Linked DNA regions of Sus scrofa: region 1 is linked to region 2. The links are chromatin contacts, called in public HiChIP or PLAC-seq maps. All regions are on one chromosome and are shown on one strand. Each heading gives the region's core, a stretch centred on a gene start, on an enhancer-like site or on the middle of the called end of the contact. The rest is flanking DNA. Distances are from core to core; before and after follow the strand shown. Region 1 overlaps QKI (QKI, KH domain containing RNA binding). Region 2 has its middle 510 kb from the start of QKI.

Region 1 (6,418 bases), core at 2,407-4,906, 410 kb before region 2:
AAGACATGAGATGCATAGATATATGAAGCTTCCTTATCAAAATGTGTCGTTAGTAAGAATCAGGTGACCAGGAGTACGAGAGAAATTCAGGATGAAAGAGCTCTGGAGACAGCTTGACAAATAGGGGGCCTCAGAAATAATGTCAGATTTCATGTGAATCTGAGAAGAGAACAGGTTCAGGGAAGATGCTTCCAGCATGGTTCAGTGGAGGAGGGAGAGTCAGATTTGTCTTCAGTTTTGTATCTTTTACTTAGATTTGTGGTCATTTTCAAAAAGATGTTTTCTCTAATTACAGTGATTACTGTTAACATTATTTAAGTTGAACTTTATTCTCAAACTTAACCACAGTAACTGTTAATGGTAAGCTTAATTCATAAGTATTACGGTCATTTCATATGGTTGTTAGAAAGTTTGTTTCAGACCTGAGAAAATGTTTTCCGTTGCATTATATTTCACTTAGATGGTGAATAGCAGCTGTTACATGTGCTGCGTAATTAAGAAGTAGAGCCAAGTAATATTCTGAAAGAATGGACTTGAATTTCCTGTCCAAGCAAATCTGATTGTCTCTAATCAGTAGTGGAGAAGTACTTACTGTTCCTTGGTCACTGAAAATATTTCCTTAGTCACCGAGAAAATATATATGTATATGTGTATATATGTTTAATTGGAGTATAGTTGATTTACAGAATTGTTTCAGGTGTACAGCAGTGTGATTCAGGTATATATCTGTATATATATTCATATATAATTTTTTTCAAATTCTTTTCCATTATAGGTTATAACAAGATATTTAATATAGTTCTTTGTGCTGTGCAGTCAGTCCTTGTTGTTTATCTATTTCATATATAGTAGTGTGTACCCATTAATCCCAAACTCCTAATTTATCTCTCCCTAACCCTTTCTCCTTTGGTAACCATAAGTTTGTTTTCTATGTGAGTCTTTCCATTTTTTAAAATAGGTTTGTTTTATTTTTTATAGGTTCTACATTTAAATGTTATCGTATGATATTTGTCTTCCTAAGGCTTAGTATGATGATCACAAAGTCCATGTATGTTGCTCACATGGCAGTATTTCACTTTTTTGTGGTTGAGTAATAGGCTGTTTTACATATAGACCACATCTTTATCCATTCATCTGTTGACAGACACTTAAGTTGCCCATTGGGGTGCATATATCTTTTCAATTGCAGGATCATATGGTAACTTTATTTTTAGGTTTTTAAGAAACTTCTATACTGCTTTCCATTTTGGCTGCACCAGTTTACATTTCCATCCATAGTGTAGGCAGGTTCCCTTTTCTCTACACTTCTCCAGCATTGTTTGTAGTCTTTTTAAGATTATCTGTAATCTTTTTGAAGGTGGCCATTCTGACTGGTGTGAGGTGTGATGCTACATTGTAGTTTTGATTTGCATTTCTCTAATAATTAACAGTGTGGAGCATCTTTTCATGTTTTCTTTGGTTATCTGTATGTCTTTAAAGAAATATATTCTGCTCATCTTTTGATTGGATTGTTTTTAATGTTGAGCTGTATGTATGAGCTGTTTGTGTACTTTGGAATTTAAGTCCTTATTGGTCTTATCATTTGCAAATATTTTCTCATTCCATAGGTTGTCTTTTCGTTTTGTTTATGGTTTCCTTTGCTGTGCAAAAAAAGCTCATATGTTTGATTAGGTCCCATCTTTTAATTTTTGCTTTCATTCTGATGAAGCTGTTTGAAGAAATATTATCTGATTATACAGTTATATACATGTCAGTTGATAACAGGGAGAGGAATCCATGAATTTTACTTTAGTTCCATATCTCTGAAACTTAAACATACTTGAAATGATGTCTAATAAAAAACAAAAACATTGAGTCTCTGAACTTTTATTTTTCATTATAGCTGAGAGATTATCCTTTTCTTGACTGATATGGTTGAATTTTCAGGTAATTAGAATAATTAAAAATAATAAGATGGTTAACACTTGAGTATTAACTATTACAACATTGAATAATGTATAAAAAGTAAGAATTTGTAGAGATAAAAAGTCTTAAGTGTAACAGGCTAGGTTTTAGTTAGCAAAAATTCAGGAATTTTTACAGTTTTTTTGGAAATTATAAATGTTGGCTGTATAGCTATAATTTATGAAGGAAAGCATTCATATAATTACTTTTACCTATTAAAATCCCTATAGAGTGAAAGAAAAGAGAGAGACTGTACTAAAAATTACCTTCTTTTAGCTTGACCACCACCTGTTAGATGCAAGTGTTTGAAGTAGTTCTGTTAGTTGTGTTTATACTTACTTATATTCAGACTCCCTTGATCCCCGTTCAGGTCATGCTAACAACGTCACTGAGGAGTAATTTTAATGTTTTAAATTTATTAGCATCTTTGTATATGTCAGTCTTACTCTGGGTTGGTTATATTTCAGAAGTAGCCACAGGAAGTCAAATAATTCAGTATATATATAAGGGAAAAGGAAAATCGTATTACAAAATACACTGTTCATTAAGTATCACTTTTATGGTTATGTTTTGCTAATCAGTTTATACTGAAGGGTTGTTTGAAAGGTAACACTTTTTATAGTTATATCTTGTTAGCCAAATTTTAATAAAATATTAGAAGAAAAAATTTCTTTTTTATAGGTTTTGATTGATAGGTAATATAATATAGGAAAACCTGAAACCCTAGATTCACTTTATTTTTCCAGTTAAGTAAAATTATCCTTGCTTTTTGTCCATTGAGGAGTATGGATATGTGAAATATGTATTAACACTTTGGGAATATTAGAAAAAGAACTCTGCTCATAGTCCATTAACAGTTTGGACAGTTTAGTGTGATATTTTTGATCATCATCAGACATGTGTCACCCAGACTACTAGCCGTGAAGTACAGAGATTTGCTATTCATAGTGATTAGACCTACTACTACCTGTCTGTGCACTAGTACTATTTGTATAGTTTTTAAAAAATGCACATGTTTGGAGTTCCCATCATGGCTCCACAGAAACAAATCTGACCAGTATCCATGAGGACACAGGTTTGATCCCTGGCCTTGCTCAGTGGGTTAAGTATCCAGTGTTGCCATGAGCTGTGGTGTAGGTCACAGACATGGCTTGGATCTGGCATGGCTGTGTCTGTGGTGTAGGCTGGCAGCTGCAGTTCTGATTCGACCCCTAGCCTGGGAACCTCTATATGCCATTGGTGCGGCTCTAAAAGGACCAAAAAAAAAAAAAGCAAGCACATGTTTGCAAGGCATCCATGCTGTAATTTCTGGGGTATGTAGTGGATTCGTATCTCCTTTTTTGTTGTTGTTGTTGTTGTTGTTGTAATAAGAGGACTAATCTTTAAGATACTTAAATATGCCAAGTAATTTTAAATGTTACAGATATTTTAGATAAACACACAAAGACTGTTTGCCATGGATTTTATTTACTTTTAGCATTTTAATTCTAAAGCTTTTCAAGGTTGATAGTCACTGCCTCAGGTATTTGGGGGTGAGTACCTATATTTTTTAATCTAGAGGAATCATTGATTAATTCCTAGTTTGTTTATTTTTGTTACTAATACTTTTTAAATTTTGAGGCTTTGTAATTGAGGAACTATGACTTCCCTAATGGTTGGTTATGTTAACATAATATTAGGAAGTCCTGCAGTAGAATTAAGGGAAATCCCTATTAGCTGGAAAGCCATCTTTTAAGAAGACCTAGGAAACAAGTAGGAATAGTAGGAGTTACACAGTGAAAGTATTAGGTACTCTAAGCTAGTCACTGTCTTAAACATCCTTTCTTTCATTTAATCCTTGCAACCCTAACTAGAGATTATCATACTAAATAAAGTAAATCAGAAAGAGGACAGATACCATATGATATCACTTATATGTGGAATCTAAAATATGACACAAACGAACCCATCTACAAAACAGAAAACAGACTCACAGACCGAGAACAGACTTGTGGTTGCCAAGGGGAATGGGGGAAGTAGGGAAATGGGCTGGGAGTTTGGGCTTAATAAATAAGGTCCTACTGTATAGCACAGGAACCTATGGTCAATCTCCTGGGATAGAACGTGATGGGAAATAATTTTTTTTTAAAAAAGTAATCCTTGCAACCCTATAACCTTTACAAATGAGGAAATCAAATTTCATGAGATAATTTATTTTACCATGTAACCTAGATCAGTCAAGCTTAGTCTGTACTTTTTTAGACATTGAACTTTGGTGTCTGTCTTCCTCACTAGCCTGTAAGCTTTTCAAGCCTTGCATGTTTGTCCATTTACTGTCCTAGACCTTGTTTGCCAGCAGAGTATCTTCCAAGTAGTGGAAAAACTCAGTAAATATTTATGGAATAAATAAGTGAATATATGAGTGAGCTACTCAGGGTTATTAACTGCGGTAACTGAAATAGGGCTGGCATTCGAGTTTGTGTTCTTTCCTCACTGTTTTATGTACCCTCTCACTTTTGGAGAGTAAGGAAAATTTAACTCCAGATATTTCTGCAGTGCTTACTATATACAAAACATTTTGCCAGATATGTTAAGGAAATGGTTTCTAATATGTAAGGATGATAGTTGAGCATATACTGAGTGAAGAAAATGCATAATGATTTTTTCAAATGCCTACTATGAATTTAATAATGCCTTTTGGATGACTGTTGTGTTTATTATGGTAGCATGCATATAAGTAAAGTAGTAGTACGTTTATTTATGACACATCATTTTCGTTTATAGACTATATACACATAAGAAAGACAAATACATGGCTAAATATTCAGGAGACACCAATGAAAATATGATAAAGAAGTGCAAGTCCAGATCTGTGCAGGGCGGGAGAACAAAAAAAATATTAAGCTACTGGTTACGTGCCAAACTCTTACTCAGGCATTTTAAATTCAAAAACGAGTAATTCAGAAAAACGAAATGTCTTGCTTTCTAGAGGCTTATTATTATTGTGTATACCAGATGCAGTATGCTGTATTACAGAATTAAGTATTCTTACAAAGCCGTAAAATTCTATGAAAAGAAGCAAAGGGGGGAAATAGCGGGAATGGCTTCAGAAAATATTATGGAAGAGGTGGTATTTGAATTTTGTCTTCAATTTCATTAATTTTTTATCAGTTCTTTTTACTACTTTTAGTCTCTTTTGTGTAGAGCTCATGGAAATAATCATAGTTTATTCCTTTCCGGGAAACTGTAGTAGTCCTCCTTTATATAGTGTTTCAAATCCAGCCCTATGTGAAAGGTAGTGCATTCCTTTGATGAGCTGAGCTCTCCTCCAGTCTAGAACCCCAGAGATTACAGATAGACCTTAATTAAGCTTCTTTCTCTTCCTAAAAATTGTATTTTGAGGAGTTTCCATTGTGGCTCAGCGAAACCAACCCGAGTAGTATCCATGAGGATGTGGGTTCAATCCCTGGCCTCGCTCAGTGGGTTAAGTATCCGTGAGCTGTGGTGTAGGTTGCAGATGCAGTTTGGATCTGGCATTGCTGAGGCTGTGGTGTAGTCCTGCAGCTCTAGCTCCAATTCAACCCCTAGCCTGGGAACCCCATATGGATGTGGGCCTAATATATATATATATACACACACACAACACACACACACATACATACATACATACATGTATATGTATATATACATATACATATATGTATATGTATGTATGTATATATGTATATGCATATATGTGTGTAAATATGTATATATATAATGTTTTATATATTTTACTGTCTAGGTTAATTAAAAAGTAGATTATCTTAAGCTAGTACTAATTCTTTATCCCCAAAGGACATTCTCAGTTTTTTCTGGGAAAAATTGTAACACCTAGTTAATCCTTTCTCTATGTTCCTACTTACTTCATCTTCTGTAATCCTCTGTTACTCTTAGATTTCAGATAGCCTTTTCAAATCATGGTAACATTAGTTATGAGATGCTAGCTACTCTCTTCTGTGCTATACAGACATAATATTATTTTACAAATGAGACCGAGGTTCAGATATTTTGCCTGAGGAAGTGACTAGTAAGTACAGTATCATAAATTGCTTAGAATATCTTCAAATGAATATTAAAAATTGTATTTTAAAGTAATACTCTAGGACAGATAATTGTTTTCTTTTGGGTGTCTGCAGCATTACTTTCTGAATAAATTCCCTCAGGAAAAAGTAGCTTTATAACAGTGAATCATGTGCTCCTGCTCTGTTGCTGTTTCCTTGAAACTCACACATGCAGACCTGGTAATGACCTTTGCCTGAGGCAGCAAGTTACCCTGTAGTTAGGTTTGTCAGAATACTCATCTTGTTTCTTGTTTGCGGTTGTGAATGAAATAATTGTAATCTTTTTTTTTTTAATATTAACCTTTCTTGTTTTCTTAGTATACTTTTAGTTGTAAAGTCTTTTTAAGGCAGAAGTGTATAATCTGAAGTCGGTTTAGCTGAATGACATTAAG
Region 2 (6,810 bases), core at 2,965-5,464:
GCTGCCTGCCTATGCCACAGCCACAGCAACAGCAACGTAGGATCCAAGCCATGTCTGCGACCTCCTCCACGGCTCATAGCAATACTGGATCCATGACCCACTGAGTGAGGCCAGGGATCGAACCTGTGTCCTCATGGATACACGTCGGTCATTACTGCTGAGCCATGATGGGAACTCTTGGGGTGTGGATAATGAAGTGTCATTGGTGGTCTCCTCTGGGACACATTTGAGGAGAGTCCGTATTTTGGATAACCTGATCAGCAATAAATTACATACGACTTTCTTACAGTCGTGTTTCAGGATGTTTACAAGTTGCACCAAACACTCCCCTTAGATGCTAGTGAGTCATTTTGTTGTCACCAGCGACAAGAGGATGGAAGAAATGATGATAAAAGTTCTCCCTGCCCAGACTTTCTTTGCCCTGACAAATTTTTAAAATATTGTAGCTGGCAATATTCCTAAGTGGCAATAATTTGTTTTTGAAAATTGAAAATTTAGAAAAAGGATTATTTCTTTTTGAAACTGTAGTAATAAGATGCAAGTTACCAGTGACGGCTGACATGGCTTAGTCTTGCCTTCCTTCACCCTCGCACCTGCCCTCAGAGGTCAGTTCCCCCCTTACCTGTGGGGCTTCCTTTCCAAGGCCCCAGTGGACACCTGGAACTGTGAGTAGCACCAGCCTGCATGCATAGCATGTTTTCTCCCTAGAGACACACCTGAGATAAAGTTAAATTTATGAATCAGGCAAAGTGAGAGATTAACAACGGAAACTAATAATGAAATATAACACTTGTAACAATATACTGTATTAAAATTTCTATAAATGTAGTCTTTCTCTCGCTCTCAGACTATCTTACAGCACAACTTTAATGCCTTTTCCATCTTTATCAAGCACTTATCATGCTCTGTGGTCATAACTTTTAGTTTGAGGTCCAACAGCAAATATAGCTGGAATTTCTTTTTCCTTCCTCACGATATTATGGACAGAAGATTCAGTCTTACCTTCGATCTTAGCAGCCTCAGCATTGGATTCTTTTCCTTTCCTTATGAAGTTGAGTACTTTTCACTTAAAGGAAGCACTTTCCGGCTTCTCTTTGGTGGATCCGAATTTCCAGCATCACTCCTCTGGCACTTTGGGGCCATAATTAAGAAAAATATGGGTCACTTGCACACAAGCTCTGTGATCCCTCAGTGGTCTATCTGATAACTGAGGGCTACTAAGTGACTCACAGGCAGGACGTGGTAGACAAAGGGATGAATCAGGTCCTGGGCAAGGCAGAGCTGGCAGGATAGGACTTCATCAAGCAACTCAGAAAAGCACACAGTTTGAAACTTCTGACTTGTTCATTTTTGGAATTTTTTATTTAATATTTTAAACCCCAGTTGACCACTGTCAACCGAAACCCATAGATCTGCAGATAAGCAGGGGTGGGGGATGGTGACTGTATTTTCACTGTCCGCATGTTGGCAATGAAGAACTGAGGCTTAGGAGATACATCAGTTACCGGTTGCTGTATAACAGACAGACCTCTCCACAATGTGGCTTCACGTGAGGGCTGTTGATTGAGCCCATGAGCCTGTGGCCCACTTGGGTGGCTGTGGGGGAGGCTGTGCTCTGTATTCTGGCCAGAATGACCTCCTGCACCTGTCCATGGAGGATGGGTGACAAGGTGACTGGGCTTGTTGCAACTTCCAGCAGGATGGCAGCAAGAGAGGGCCCTGCCTAGTGAACAGGAGTTTCTAAGGTCTCAGCTGTGTCACTTCTGTTGTTATCTTATTGGCCAACTTCATCCCATGGACAAGCCCAGACTCAGTGAGAGGGGGCACTCTCTAGGGAGCTGGTAAGAGGGCGGCCTGGACCCATGAGGGGGCCGAGACTGCGATGGCCTGCCACAGAGAGGTTAGGTAACTTGACTGAAGTAACACAGCTCATGTGAGGAGGACCTGGGATTTGAACCTCAGAAACAACATGCAAGGACTGAGGGCTGTGGACCTAAGTTGTAGGGAGGCAGAGCATAGACTTGGTGGTTCAACTTCTCTCAATCCCTCTTCTCTCTCTTGGAAGTGGAGGTGAAAAGCTAGCCTTCAGGGATAAAGCAAATCCTCGGGGGAAATATCCAGAGTGCTTGGGAGCCTTGTTGTACCATAGCTCATCTTGGCCAAATCAGCTTCCAGAAGCCCCGTATCACCTGTTGGCTTGATTATTCAGGTGAGATCCTCCAGTTCAAGTTTATAGTGAATTTTCCTTTCTGTGTCAACTCCTAGCTCTGCCTCCGAAGATGGGATTGGGCAGCCCAAGTGGAAGTCAAGTTTCTGAGTGCTCTGCCCTTCACCCAAAAGTTGCCCGCACGCCTCCAGATGGCACTTTCAGCTAACAGCCTTGCCGGATTGATTTTGATGTGGAAAATAGGCTCCCTTACAGATGGGCTTTGCAATCTTGCAGTCACCGCCCTGACACCTCTGCCCTTGAAGGGCCGTGTGTGAACCCACATGCTGTGCACTTGGCTTCTTTCTAGAGGAAGAGGCTGGCGTCTGATAGGTCACCTTAATGACACCATTTCCTTTTCCCCGACACGTTTCCAAAATCTAATTATAGTGCCTGTGACACCCTGGGACCAGCCAGAGCCAGAGATTAATACAAAGTCAGAGCAGGACAGCGAGCTCCCTGGGGTTGTTTAGGGCTCCGCATGCATGGTCCTCCAGGAATGGACACTGACACGCCGATCCAGTCACCACCACTCTAGCACATGGGGTGGGCCGTCTCCCCACCTGATTTTCTCCAGGAGGGGCACCGCTCCTGTCTGCTCCAGTGGGTCCTGCAATCTTCCATCTGCAATTGGACATTTTAGCCTGAAGTTCAACTTTTATTTGGGAGGTTCCCCCCCCCTTTGATAATGTCCTGCCTAGTTCTCTGTCTCACTCCTGGAAGAAGGTGCTGGAGCCTGCTATGCATCCTCAGCCTCTGAGGACAGGTTTGGCTGCTCTCCTGGGTGTATCGTCTCTGCCTGGAGAAGAGATGCTGTGTGTGAGCATCTGGGCTTGGGTAGGGCACTGGTTTTGCTCTCCTCCCCAGTCTTATCTGGCCTGAGACTCCACACTGGGCCTCCCCGGATAGTGGCACTCACAGGGCGCTGGCCTGGTGTGGGTCTGAGGCTGGTGGGTGGAGAGGGCCCTGGCAGTGGTGGCAGAGCTGTTTCCCTCAGATCTGGAGGCCTCATCATACTTAGAAGAGTTCTGAAGACCTGCCTCTAACACGTAAAAATTCCTCACTAAGATTTTAACGGGAAAGAGCCACTGTGGTGGCTCAGTGTTAATGGCCCTGACTAGTATCCATGAAGACTTGGGTTCAATCCCTGGCCTTGCTCAGTGGGTTGAGGATCTGGTGTTGCTGTGAGCTGTGGTGTAGGTCGCAGATGTGGTTCAGATGCCACATTGCTGTGGCTGTGGGGTAGGCCAGCAGATGTAGCTCTGATTCTACCCCAAGCCTGGAAACTTCCATATGCAGTAGTTGTGGCCGTAAAAAAAAGGAAGCAAGAAAGAAGTCATGGGGAATTATTTTTTGTTCCAGAGCCGCACATGCAGCATATGGAAGTTGCCAGGCTAAGGGTCCAATCAGAACTGCAGCTGCTGGTCACTTCTATAGTCTCACCTGCCACCTAGAGCGCAGGTTGTGGCCAGATCCTCAGCCCACTGAGTGAGACCGGGGATTGAACCTGCATCCCCATGGATACTGGTGGGTTTTGTTTCCCCGCTGAGCCACAAGGGAAAGATTTCAACGGGAAATCTAAGATTTCAACAGGTCAGAGATCATCCAGCTATCTTTGCTTTATCACCAGGGAGGGGGCTTAGGTTTACAGGGAAAATGTGAGGAGGGGGGCTGTGAAAGTCAGGAAGGAGGGAGGGCAAACACAGCTAAAAACCAAGGCTCAAGTCGCACGCAAGCGTGCAGAAGCTCTTGGAACGTGGCCTCAGCACTGCAAGCAGACGGCAAGCACCAGGAGTCCTTTTGTTGGTAAGGGGAATGGACCAGGGTTCCCAGACTCCGGGAGCAGAGCAGATGATATAAGTTCCAAGAAACATCAGGAAGTTCCTGCAAAGCCATGATGCCCAGGCCTAGCTGGTCGCTTGCGCGTTTCTTCCCCAGCTGACACTCAGCGTTCAGGGCTGCATGTCGACACTCTCTGGCCTCCAAGGTCACTTCCTCCGTGGAGCCTGACGTGTGAGCTGTGCAGGGAGGCCAAGGTCAGGGCAGATGGAAACCTGATCCAGGGTTTTCAGAGCTGCCAGAGCATGGGAGGGGGGGTGCTGGGGGAGCACAGTGGGTAACAGCTTAAGGTGCCCTGTGCACGGGGCCCATGGCACAGGGCCTGGGGCTGGGAGTCCCGCAGCTTCCAGAAGCCCTGCTCAGCCCTGGGATGCTCTTTTGGGAGGTCGGCCACAGGAGCCCAGGGTCTCCCCTTCGGCAGGGGTGTCTTCCACAGGGCAGGGGATCAGGGCCTCTGTCACAGGAAGGATTGCAGCCCCATCTCCCCTCTGGGACCTGACAACAAAGGACAGCAGCAGAAACACAAATCCCTGGACAGAGCTGTGTGGCCTGGGGACTCGCGATTCGGGTAGAGGAGAGACTCCTGTCCAGGGGCTCCTTTGCCAGCAGGGCCGTTTCCCATGGAGCCCCCCTGCTCCCCAACCAGCCCCAAGCCCAGTTTTATGGGGAGACTGGCAGGTGAGAAAAGCTGACAGGTCTTGGCTCTCCCCTTGTTTTGCTGTCTCAAGTTCAGAGCCAACATTACAACTTACTGTATAGAACATGAGCTTCCTCAAGAATTAATCCACCAGGGTTCTGCGTGATTGCAGCCAACTGTGTGAATCAACCAAATAGTGACAGGAAAAGAGTCATCAGGGCTCCTCTTGCTGGGTCTGAGATGCGGGGTGGCGGCGTCGTGATGGCGGAACACTTATTCCTGGTGACAGTGTCAGAACCAGAGAGAAAACAGCTTGATTTCCAGGTTCTAGGTTGAGCCCGCCAGGCTGGCAAAAAGTCTATTGCTCTGCCAACGAAGCAAATTCGATTCCTAAGTTGCGAGAGAGAAAAAATTCTGGCCCTTTTATGTCCCTTTTAATATAACGGCACTTTAATAACTGGCATCTCTTTATATCATTCCAGAATTTTAAGACTTCACTTGGTGTGGGGCCACTAAGCCACACTCAAGAAGCTTCTTAAAAAAAATCTTTAAAAATAACACAGAGTTCCTATGTGCCTGCATGTGTGTGTGTATATATGTATGTGTGTGCACATGCGTGTGTGTGTGTGCGTGTGTTATTCCTGTTTGTGCATGTGTGTGTGTATTATGCATGAGTGTGTATTATGTGTGTGTGTGTTCACTACTTTGGATTGTATGACTTTCAAACCGGCTGTTGCAGAGGGGGGAGGGTTTGTGTTTTCTAAAAACTACAGCAGCCATGAGTGGTTAATGTTTTTCTAGACCCAAATCGAGGCTCCCCCGCAGAAGTCTCAGAATGAATCAGATCATTTTTTACGACTGACCTAAAGGCTTCCAAATTATTTTCTACCGAAAGGGCATCCAAGATTGTAAAGTAGCACCTGTAACCCCTGAAGGACCCAGCACACAGATTGGAAGGGCAGGGGCTCTCCAAGAGGAGAGGAAGCAAACTTCCTTTGAATCACGGGCTGCGGGGAGGGGGGTGGCTAGGTGACATCTCTGGATGGCTTCCCTGAGACGTACAGCTGATTAGATATTAAGGTCAGGTGCTAAGAAATCAAGGTCATGCCACACTGCATTTTTCTCAAACAGCTGGGCCCAGATAAGTTAAGCAGTGGGGGATAGCGCCAAACAGATAAGGTGGCAATTTTTAACAATCTTAAAATATTGTTCCAGCAAGGAAGTGCCTGATAAGATCGAAGTCTTCGGAATTATTTAACAGGTGCTCGGGCTCCTTTTGTCCTCTGAGCCCCCGAATCTTTCCCTCCCCTCTGTTCACCACACTCTCCCACACACACACACACACACACACACACACACACGCACACACGCAGGTCCTCTGCTGTTTTCCCAGATATGCTGTTATACAGATAGGCTTCTGAATATGAATGCAGGAAGCACTCTTTTTTTTTTTTCCATCCTCAGACCGGGTTGATTTATGGCCTGGATTACTGGAAACAGTAATTCTTTGCTCTTTATGATGTTTTGGAGGAAGGTGCAGTAGCCTGCAGTCAGAACAGCATGATTTCAACTAGGTTTTTACAAAAAGGTCTCTGCAGCGAGGGTGGCTGTGAATTGGACAGCTTCTGTAACGGAGCAGTTAATAAGACACCAGCACATTAATCATGTGACAGCTATTGGGTTGAGCAGGGAAAGGCACTGGCTTTTGAAAACAGCAATTTAGGTTACTGCTGTGTTGAAAGAGGTTGGCGGAATACACCATTTTTAACCCCTAGTTAACAGTTGCATTGTGTTGGTCACTTTCACAGACGTCTTTTCATGTCTCTCAGATGTTCAATAAACCTGAGCGAAGTCATTGATCCCTTCTCTTATCTTCTATCCCGATGTCACTTTTCAAAGCCAGACACACATTGAAGGATAAGCCAGCTATCAAGCAGTTCTGGAAAAACTGCCAAGTTATTCTGAAATTACTTGGACAATGCATAAGCTCATCTACTTTATCATCCAGAACTGGCAACGCCACTAGTTTTGCAACAGGGGGGGCACCAAATCCAAAGCCACCATTTGCTAGTGAACTGGTGACTCCCTTTTTATTTTATTTTATTTTATTTCATTTTATTTTGTTTTG

The links. HiChIP or PLAC-seq counts read pairs in DNA pulled down with a chosen protein or histone mark.
Region 1: an H3K27ac HiChIP or PLAC-seq map of alveolar macrophages shows a contact between it and region 2. The contact joins two enhancer-like sites. A contact is called at or near these places in 1 of 47 Hi-C or Micro-C datasets (psoas muscle) and 2 of 2 datasets of contacts at active chromatin or transcription factors (alveolar macrophages and skeletal muscle).

What each region holds. Positions count from the first base shown.
Region 1 is chr1:4,785,854-4,792,271 of Sscrofa11.1, reverse strand. The region is part of intron 3 of QKI (QKI, KH domain containing RNA binding); the gene reads left to right. Among named protein-coding and RNA genes, the nearest start is that of QKI, 94 kb to the left of the region's middle. Within about 2 kb of position 3,656, at least 2 of the 83 cell types and tissues checked have an H3K27ac peak or open chromatin away from gene starts, as enhancers often do. A contact at or near this core is called in alveolar macrophages, where this site is marked.
Region 2 is chr1:4,371,900-4,378,709 of Sscrofa11.1, reverse strand. No RefSeq gene overlaps it. Among named protein-coding and RNA genes, the nearest start is that of QKI, 510 kb to the left of the region's middle. Within about 2 kb of position 4,214, at least 22 of the 83 cell types and tissues checked have an H3K27ac peak or open chromatin away from gene starts, as enhancers often do. A contact at or near this core is called in alveolar macrophages, where this site is marked.